Linked DNA regions of Mus musculus: region 2 is linked to region 1. A link is a contact called in public Hi-C data. All regions are on one chromosome and are shown on one strand. The core of a region is the stretch at or near the end of the contact, and the rest is flanking DNA. Distances in the headings are between cores, read along the strand shown.

Region 1 (5,357 bases), core at 912-3,411:
ATCCCAGCAGTGAGGCAGAGGCAGGCTGATCTCCATGAGTTCAAAGCCAGCTGGTCTATAGAACTAGTTCCAGGACAACCAAAACGAAACAGAGAAACCCTTTCTTGAAGAAACAAACAAACAAACAAACAAACAAACAAACAAAAAAGGCTGTAAAATCTCTTAAAGTCATCCCCATCACCAGAGAAAACTAGAATCATCACTCCAGTGTGACATAGCCAGACCCTGTGGAATTCTCTCCCCAAACCAACACTTTATTAATGAAAAAAAAAAAAAAACCCAACAGTTTGATTTAAACTTTCTTGAGTAGTGCCAAATGCATAAGACAGAGGGATGGTGTGTGTGTGTGTGTGTGTGTGTGTGTGTGTGTGCGCGCGTACAAGGTCTGAGAAAATCTCCCCAGCCTTCGGTGACTGGCATCTATGTCATGGCTTGTCTCATTATACAGGTTTCTATCTCTGCCTATGAGAACTCAACTCTAGAAGCTCCTTCCTGGAAGGGAAAAAGACAATCTCCTGAAGCAGAAATACTTTCAAATCATCCATCTCCTAAGAAACTTTGTCTAAAACCATGGCCCTCTACTTTCCGAAGTCTGTGACCCTTTAATATAGTTCCTTATGTTGTGGTGACCCTAAACATAAAGTTATTTCATTGCTACTTCATAACTGTAATTTTGCTACTGTTGTAAATTATAATGCAAGTATATTATATGTGACCTCCGAAGGGTTTGAGGCCCACAGGTTGAGAAACACTGGTCTAGACTATGGAAAAAACACTTCTGATACAACAATAAGAGAATCCAATGTAAACATGGGCTAACAATTTGAACTGATATTTTTCCCAAAGAAAATGAATAAAGCACCAAGAAGAACACAGGAAGATACTGAGTATCGTTAGTCATTGAAGGAACGGAAATCAACCCAAAACACAAGGAGGTGCCACTTGCTCCCTGCAGGACAGTGTATGATCTAAGAGGACACATGAGAACAAGCACAGATAGAAACATGGAAAACAAGAAAAACAAGAGCTCTTCCTTGGGGGCTACAATGAGAGGAAAATGGTAAGGCTGTTTTGGGGACAATCTGGCAGTTCCTTCTCAAACTAAAAATGGACTTTTCATATGACCCAGCACTGTACTTAGGCATTTATCCCAGAGAAATGAAGGCATTTTTACATAGGAGAACTGTCCACAAATGTATACACTGGATACCCTTCCAAGTATGAATGAGGCAAGATTGTGGTATACACATAGCCTAGATCACTTCTCAGATGAATAAAACATAATGAAGTAAAAGAACACGGATCAAACTACTTAAGTACACAAGGACCTCGAGGATGCTAATGCCGAGTCCAAAGCCACCCTCTAAAGGGTACACACTACATTGCTCCATTTTCATAACACTTGTGACAGCATATAACGACGGGGCCGGAGAACGGAGTAGTCGCTACCATTGGTTAGAGGTGGGGGAGACAGACTTTATAGGTCAAGTGGGGAGACAATCTTCTAAAGTAGACCAGTTCATCTTATTAAGTCAGGAGATGTAAGACATGCTATAATCACATACAACTTAAAACACACACACACACACACACACACACACACACACAGTGAGACAGGAGAGGTATCAACTGCTTTCAGAGAATTTGCAGCTTCAGCTGGTAAACCAGTTGTCTCCCCTTTGTGGCATTACAGTCCACACTCCAGAGGTAATGATGCAGGAGATAGAAGAGCCTTTCTAAGTGGCTCCACAGAAAATGTGCAATAAAAACGACATGACCCTGACTTTAACCTGGAAGCCAGTACCATGCAATAGGTATAATAGTTTTCTTCCTAGAGTTGTACTGAATAAGGTACAGAATATAACCCCATTTCAGATATGCTATGGAATGTTATTTGAAGTCTTCCCTCACCACATAAGATGACTCACTAATAGTGAGTCAGTGTGACTAGGCAAGGGAGACAGAGTGGTTCATACCATTCCACCAAGTGTTGTCCCTGCCACTTGTATCACCTGTGGTACCAGGGAACTGCACAGATCTCAGGATCACCCAGGCCTGCTGAATCCAGAACTCTTGGGAAAGAGCCTTGGATTCTATGTGAGTCCATTGTAATGCCCAGTACATTTTGTGCAGCAGGGAACTGGTAGCTAAAAACTTAGTAAACAAGAGCTCAGTGGTCAAGCAGCCAAACCTGGGTTCACAGTCTATGCTTACCATCCACAAACTGGGCAATCTTGGGAAATACTAATTTGTCTGGGCTTAGTTTCCTGGTTCATCCAAAGGGGTTGATCCTTCTACTGACCTGACCAAATGATACATTCTTTTCTTTTTCTTTTTAATTTCTTTTCTCCCTAGACAGGGTTTCTCTGTGTAGCCCTGGCTGTCCTGGAACTCACTTTGTAGACCAGGCTGGCCTTGAACTCAGAAATCCGCCTGCCTCTGTCTCCCGAGTACTGGGATTAAAGGTGTGCACCACCACGCCCGGCTTCCAAACGATACATTTTAATTAAAGTACAGCACCTTATGAGCATTTCTGCAAAAGATAGCTGTAATCACTTCAGCTGAAGGGAGCCAGCAGATTATCAGAAACACAGGCAGCTGTCAATGAGGAGACCTGGGCTGAAGAATCTGGAGTGTGGCTCTCCTGCGAGACCCCCATGCACATCTCTTAGCTTCTGTCAGTCTCAAAGCTGTGAAGCTCAAATGAAATTATGTACATGCAGTATAATCAGGAAAGTAGTATGCAATTGCAGGTTATTATGGCAAATTATATCAGAAGGAATGGAATAAACATTTTTTAAAAACTACCAACAATGAAAAAAACAAAAAAACAGTTTTGCAAAGACAGCCAAGAGACAAACGAGGAGCAGACCCGTTAAAAGAAAATGAAAGCAGAAGCCGCAGCTCCCCACACAGCAGCAGTGTGTAGTTTAAAAGCTTTCTCCTCATCAGAAGCTGTACAAGGAAGGAAGCCGCTGCTGTGGCTTGCTGTCTTCCCAGGGTTCCCACAGATCCTCTCTCACAAGCACGTTGGCCAAATGATCCTGCTTTTTCGCTAGCCACAGTGGACAGGCAAGAAGCCAGCAATGAGCCTCTAATCTTCAGACTCACACAATTCCAGGCTGCCTGAGGTGATAGTTTGTCTCGAGTATTTACTTATGAACTGGGTGAACATCACAGCTGCTCTTTTTCTGCCAGCCCCGTCCCTTCTAAGTAATGATTCTTCTCTGTTTATACCCAGATTTGAGTCACATCTCTTATGAAAAAAAATCAGAAAGCTAATACTTGGGGTGGCTGAAGTTCCAGAGTGCCCTGTGATGAGGAAAAGGAAATACAGACTAGTGCATCTCTGTTCTTGGATGAGTGTGTGAGTGCGTGTGTGCCATCCACATGTTAGGTCCGTCTTAAGAAGATCGTGGTCCAGTGAAAACACTGTGAAGTTGTCAGATGTTCATATGGAAGCGGGGGGGGGGGGGCAGGGAAGATAAGGCATGGGTGGCTACAGAAGGCATTGGTGAGGAAGATGAGAACAGGGATGTGTATCTCGAAGATTTCCAGGACTCTTTGCTAAGCACTGATGACGGAGCAAGAGCTACAAACACTGGAAGATGGGCATTTCTAGGCTAATGGTAGTCCATCAGGATCAAAGGGTCCATGGGGAGGGAAAACACCCAATTTGGAGTGGGTCAGGAATGGTTAAAGAGCTCAGGGCAGGGGGAGGGGGTTAAGGAGATGATAAGCTTGCTACCTCCTGGAGCTCAGACATTATTCCATGAGAGTGAATCTGAGTCACTGAAGAACTCAAGCGAAAGAATGACAGGATCCCAGAAGTATCCCACCAACCATACAGCTCAACTTCATGGGCAGAGGTGAAATGCTGAAAATGTAAGAAGGCCCCAACTCTTTTCTTTAAACAATGCTGCTTCTGGTCAGCCCACATGGCGTCATATGTCTGAAGACATACAATTCTCATTAAGAAAATTAGTGAGCAGTTCATCTCTGACCTCTTCAACGTGCAACTGCCCTTTGTAGGACTCTCTCCTCAAAACTTCCCTCCAGGTGACTTGTGTGTGTGTGTGGGGGGGGGGGGCATCCTCTGTTGTTTTCTAAGCCTGTTTCCGATACCCTTTCCTAAGTCCAGATAAAATGTTTAAAATTTCAATTACTTTTGAGAAAAGAAATCTTAAAGGTCAGGACATGGGATCGCACAAAATTGATCCGTGGCACTGACTGAACTGAGAAACGTGAATTGGGAGTTGGAAAATGGTTCCAGCTGGCCACTGTACTGTCTGGGTTCTTTTGACAACATGGCACAGAGAAGTATGGGTCCCAGGGGTCATGGAGGATCTGTTGGACTTGTGGGAATTGCTGGCTGATACACACCCACAAGTGTGCACAAAGCTGAGCTGCTTCATACACGTCAATCAGTTCTTCAAATACGTGGAACTGCACTCTGAATGTGATCGATCAGAGTGGCGACAGTCTTAGGGAAAGCCAGCAACTCCCCTGCAGTAAAGGTTGCTACTTAAAGGTGGTGCAATTCCTTGCCCTGAATATTCAACAGGCAACCAACCCACCAGTCACAAGCTATATCAAAGGTATCACTTCCTTTGTGATCTCGGTGTGATGTTGCCAATTCTAGGCTCTCCATTGCAGACAGGATGTTTGTACAAAACCAAGGGCAGACAACTTACATGCATTCTTTCATACTTCCTGGCTTCAAACAGAAGACAATTTTCATTCTATGCCAACTTAAAATCTTTCACTACAGGAACAGGAGGAGGGAGGTGGCATGCTGTGGGTGAAGGTCCCAGTGAGAGGTACTTAATTCTCATGTGTATCACCATGGGCATAGGTTTGATACATCACTACATAACATATATTGACACCTGACTTCCACCACAGGGGAAAGAGATGACTGCCATCAAATATGCTCTTAAACACATTGGGTCATAGCCCCTGTTGACTCTAATCTTTCCCATTGCATCTTTATCTTGAATGATCACTGGCAGTTCAGAACTGTAATGTGGTAATCAGTACTCACATATATTAATAGATATAGCATGTACTGAGTATATATTGTATTATGTTTATATATATCTCAAAGAGGTAGAAAACCATCATGGTGGAACATGCCTTTAATCCCAGCACTTGGGAGGCAGAAGCAGATGGATCTACATTGTGGGTTCCAGAATAGTAAGGACTACATAAAGAGACCTTGTCTCAAAAATACCATCCTTGCTACTGCTCATTAAATAGCAGCTTATTGGCTAATACACAAAGACATGAATAAACACGATGACTGTTAATAACTATACTACTAATAATTTTACTGATTAAGCCTTTCCTGTAGACAG
Region 2 (5,357 bases), core at 2,133-4,632, 170 kb after region 1:
GCACATGAATCATGTCTGTCCATATATAACTAGTATCAAAAGCAGGAACTATGAATCCATGCAAACTAGAGAAAACACGCTGGGTTTCTCTAGAAGAAGAGAAGCATGGAAAGCAGGAAGGCAGACTAGGTGACCGTATCTGGGACCTCACTAATGCTGGGGTTAATGCATGGGAACTAGCCAGCTATGTAAATGAGGCCCTCCTCTCTGCTTGGTCCCCAATGCTGACCCAGGTCATATCACTCTCTCCATTAAGGATAGGGAATGCCATACAGTTAGTCTTTGATATTTAGAGCTGAAGCAAGATTTCTGAGAATCCAATTGTGGTTCCTGTCTAACATTAAAAAGTCCATAGCAAAGTAGCTAAATTATGGGGCACTAATTATGCTTTAATTCTAGTATACCTTTGCCTGTTCTTCTGGCTGGACAGCCCTTCCTAGATATATTTGAGACATATAATTCTACACATCCAAGCACAGTGACCAATTGTGTGGCTCAATTCACACCGCACATCTGTCCGCCATCGTGAGCTGCCAGAAAACAGTCAGGTGGTCATGCTGACATGTGCCCCCTTGATACTCAAAGTAACCCCTATGCACTGAATTCATCTTCCTTGCAATGTGTCGAGTCTGTCCTTTGACAACCATGCTTTTATCACCAACGTTAAATGTAGGGCACAGGCAAACCTGAGATATTTCTCTCAGTCATTAATTAGAAACAAACGGTCACTGACTCTTGGTGTGTTCTGTTCTACTGTTCTGGGTACACTAGAACCAACCCAAGAGTCCCAGTGTGCTCTGCTGAACTTGCGCCTTAATGGGGAAGTGCTCCTTACTGCTTTCGCCAACTGTTGATAGCAGGTTAGCCTAGCAAGCCGTCCAGGGGCCAGAGGCAAAGATGTCAAGCATCTGGCATATTCTTATGAACAGTCGCCCTCCCTTTGCAGTTCTTCGAATTGTGAAGCAAAGCCAAATGCCTCAAAGCCTTTAAGGGTCCCCAGGAAGGTCTACCTCTAGGTCACTGTCATGGAGATTCATTAGCCTTTAAAGCAAGGAGATACTTGCCTGCCAATGACCAAGCTTCACGCCTATGGTAAGACGAGCAGAGTCACTTCCTAGGGAAGAGGTTCTACCAAACTGAGATGAACTCCACTTACAAAGTCCCTGGAGTGTTCTCTGTGGTGCTTCTGTGGACTGCTGCCACCTGATGTGACTCTGCTCACGTTCACGTCCTTCTGCAGCTTCATCTCAACGGATGTGCTACACGAGCCCTCTTTATTTATACGCCGTCTTGGCATGTGTGCACGGCTGTTGCATGTGCGTGTGTTTCTGTCCAAGTCTGTGACAGGCCCTAGGATTATCGCACCTCCCTCTACAGCTGCAACACCTCCCACAATGTGAGCACATAGCAGGCACTTGATAAATGCTCCCTACAGAATGTGGAGGAAAAGCTCTTCTTACACTTCAGCTGCTGGGGTGCTGGGCGGGGAGGAGGGGCGAATGAGCAAGCCTATGCCAAAACCTGAGCCAAAGTTTAACTCAAATCCAGCAAGGGAATGAAACACAATTTTTAAGAAAGAGAAAGAAGAAGAAAAAAAAAAATCCAAAGAATAAACAACATTGGCCATGTGGCATTTTCCATGATCTGTTTTTGTTTTTTTGTTTTTTTTCCTAGTCTGTTAAAAGTCAGTATCTACCTGCTCCCATCTGTCCCCTGTACAGAACTGTTATTCTAAATGGCTTCTAAAGTTTGCTTTGCTACTCTCTTCTTCTTACCTTTAAATAGTCGCCAGGAAACACCAGAGTCACTGTGTAGTACAGACTAAAACAGATTTTATCCCCTTTACCTCACCTTTTCTATAGCCCTCCCAGACACTTTGCCAAACCCCCTGGGAGACCCCATTCACTATCCAAATAGCCCCGTGAAATGAGTTTTCCTATCAATACCATTTTAACGGGTGACAAAAGTCAGAACTAGAGAAAACAAGTCACAGAGCACAAATACTAACCTGGGACAGAAAGCGACAAGCCTGAGGCTCAAGCCCAGCCCACTCTGTGAAAGCAAAGCTACACAATGACATCACAAAGTTTATTTGTTTGCGTGCCGTCTGTGGCTGCTTTGCAGATAAGGCAGCAGAACTGAGTAATTGGGACAGAGATTCAACTGCAAAGCTGCAAATGTTAACTGTGTGGCCCCTTGTGCAAAGTCTACCAAGCCCTAATCCATGCTATTCCAGCAAAATGAAATGATGATGCTACCAAACTTCTGAAAGGCTCGATCACACCATACCCAAAGTACAGGGTTTCCAACTGCACATAATTGTGTAAATGACCTTAAAACCCTATCGAAAGCCATCTACCTTCTGTTTGTGAATTGTAAGTCAAGCCTGGCATTACTAAATGCCTCCTTAGTCTAGCTCCCATTTAGAGATGAATATGCTCAGAATATTAGAACTATTTATTGCTTACAGAACTATCTGGTAATAAAAGAAATTGCTCTGTTGGTCAAACTACAAAAGAAAGATTTACTGATTTCCTATGCAGAGTTATGCACAGACCTAAGCAAAGGAGGAAGGAAGCTCGATTTTGACATAAAGGACAGATGGGACAGTAGCTGTGGTGGGAAGCCTTGTGGCAGTGCATCCTTAAACCACTGCAAGTTTGATATTGTGACATACTACACTATCCCCAAGTGTACAATCACAGCGTGTGTGTAATCGCATGGCATGTGACACTGCACTGCGTACACTAACACCAAAAGAACTTTACCCAGAGCCCAGTTCTCACCCCCTTCCCTTTTAACAATCAGCCTTCCATGCTGCCCATGTCTGATTGCCGCTGAAACTGACAGCCACAGTTCCACACTCCCACCCATCACCACATGTGTTCCAAACATGCTCCAAATGCCTTCTCTTCAGTTGCTGCTGCCTTTAAGCAAAGACAATCCCCCTCTCTCTGGCCTAGAGGTTTTCATCTTTGTCTTGCATAATTAGAGTGTCCGTTAGGCTTGCCATTCTAATCTACTCTCAGCCACAGGTCATCTTATCCACGCCTATGTCTAACTTTGTATTCAGATACCTTCACAGCTCTTCATTGACTGTCAAATTAAGAGAAACCTTGTGATTTCAAGGCCAATAGAACACCCTTAGGCCACCAGTTACTGACACATTCAGCTCACTGAGGTAAGCCTTGAAGGTCTGATGAGAGCTTCCAGTGGCACACTGAACATGGCTGCTGTCACTGACCAAGCCTTTGCCCTGAGCCTGATCACTGGTGTGCTCTGAAGAAGCACAAATTCATCAGGACCCCACTGAGAGACAGATGGGCTCAGGAGCCAGGTCTGAGTACTACTCTAGGGGGTATAATGCTGGACAGGAACCAAGCCAAGGGGAGACCAGGGCCACATTCTTCCCATTTCCTCTCTGTCACTGCTGACACGGAAGTCCTTAATCCTCTGTCCCTCTGAAGTGACTCTTAGAAAATTAAACCTGGAATTACATTTATATACTTCCCTTCCAAAATTGAAAACTCCCGGAGGGCAGTGGTCTAGTTTTATTAATCTGTAAACCTCCTCAAATACTGAGCCTGGTACCCAGCTGGAGCTAAATGAAGAACAAAGGGACATTTCCCGGTGCAGGAAGTATAATGGAGGAATGAAAAAGAAAAGATCGCTCAGAAAATCCATCAACAGAAGACCCCCAAGAGGTCTTTCTTTGTGGTTTGTTTATACCCCAACATATATTCCACCAGGACTTCCTGAAAATAATTCTGAAGAAACAAAGACCATGAAAAATTAGCTGCCACATTTGGAATAGTGAGTTTCTGTGGGGGAGGGGTAGAACCTACAGGCATGGCCACATAGAGGGACCAGATTTCCTGAGAAGATTAATTCATTTGACTCCAAAAATAGAAGGAAGCAGCAGGCTTGAACCCCGGCACTAGAGTAACATCGCCTGGGGAAATTTCAAATCCCAACCTGACCCCATGCCAAGGACAATATCAGACCAACTGAGTGTACCCCTCTGGGGGTGTGCTCAGACTCATGTGTTTTTAAAGCTGTCCAGTGAGTTCCAATACGCCATGATAAGACCTAATGGAGAAAAAGAACCATCTTAGAACCCTGGCGCCACCCAAGACTCAGAAAACCTTGGACTAAATCCCTACCCCACCCCCCATCCTTTACTTTAACCTCAGCCAGTCCCTTGCTCGCTGCTCTTCCTCAGTTTCCCCTCCTTTGAAATGGAATCACAATAACCGTTCATCTTTTTTTAAGTACTAGATGCATATATACATGCATACATAAGAAGCATCACAAAGATAAATCCAGAGACTTACATGCACATACACACACATCAACTATATATATCAAATGGGCAATGATTGACAACAATTGTTCTGTAAGTTGGGAACTGAAAGGTAATCAATATAGAAAATTCTTAATAATTGGCAGGCTCTTTTCCTGGTTGTATGATTATTTTCCTATTCACAATAATCCATGGATCCTGGATTAATCCGGGAGCCTTTAAGGAGAGAGAGAGAGAGACCCCCAGCTTCTCTATACTGACTTACCTATGACTGTCAGAGGATAGCTTGACCTGCTAATAGGACATTATCTGTTATTTATCTCAAATTCAATTTTACTTGGATGTCTTGAATTTTGCTCTGTGAAGTCTGTCGGGCCTTCACTCACCTGTCATCTAGATTTAGGCTAAAATTGTCAAAGCCTGAGTCTAGTCCACAAGGGCACCACACTCCTTTAAAAGAAAATCGAAGTCAAGTACCTAAGATCTTGACCATTCTATTTCTTGGAAGTCAGTAGACATGCTGCTGCAACTCACAAGCAAGCAACCAGCCAGCATGCAGACCCAGGCAGGGCAAGGCAATGTTCAGAAGAGAACTTGGAACAGGAGGAAACTATTCGAGGCCAAGAGGACAAGAGGAGAAAGCTTTCCTAAAGTGACCTCTCGGCCTCAGTCAGTCGGTGCATAAATCAAATGGGGGGAACACGTGAGTAGAAACTCGTGCCCCCTGGGCAGAAAGTGTTCCAACCATCCCACCAGGCAAAGGCTCAGCTGTAGATTATTTACTCCTGGAATGACGTGATGCCAAACCCGAGAACCGTGTCCCAGGCTCTGAGCATCCTCTGCCTCCAAGGTCTGCAAGATAGATCCTGATTCTCTGGGGTTTTTGTTCGGCTGGGTTGTGTTTTAGCTGTTTCCTTTTTATTGTGCTTTAACTTTTCATTTCCAAAAGAGCTAAATTGATACCAACCTTTCTTGTATTTTTTTCCACACTTAGAAGACAGAAAGAGTTCTCATGGAAAAGACATCTTGAAACCCATTTCACAAGATGTTTATT

What was found. A called contact is a pair of places that touch in the nucleus more often than the background predicts.
Region 2: a Hi-C map of cerebral cortex shows a contact between it and region 1, with 1.7 times the contacts expected there. The contact joins two enhancer-like sites. A contact is called at or near these places in 1 of 15 datasets of contacts at CTCF or cohesin (the NIH/3T3 cell line), 4 of 484 Hi-C or Micro-C datasets (the N1E-115 cell line, cerebral cortex and liver), 2 of 115 datasets of contacts at active chromatin or transcription factors (embryonic stem cells and extraembryonic endoderm stem cells) and 1 of 9 other capture datasets (adipose tissue).

What each region holds. Positions count from the first base shown.
Region 1 is chr15:53,110,985-53,116,341 of GRCm38.p6, forward strand. The region is part of intron 1 of Ext1 (exostosin glycosyltransferase 1); the gene reads right to left. Among named protein-coding and RNA genes, the nearest start is that of Gm41323, 180 kb to the left of the region's middle. Within about 2 kb of position 2,162, at least 126 of the 459 cell types and tissues checked have an H3K27ac peak or open chromatin away from gene starts, as enhancers often do. A contact at or near this core is called in cerebral cortex and liver, where this site is marked.
Region 2 is chr15:53,280,514-53,285,870 of GRCm38.p6, forward strand. The region is part of intron 1 of Ext1 (exostosin glycosyltransferase 1); the gene reads right to left. Among named protein-coding and RNA genes, the nearest start is that of Ext1, 63 kb to the right of the region's middle. Within about 2 kb of position 3,383, at least 36 of the 459 cell types and tissues checked have an H3K27ac peak or open chromatin away from gene starts, as enhancers often do. A contact at or near this core is called in cerebral cortex and liver, where this site is marked.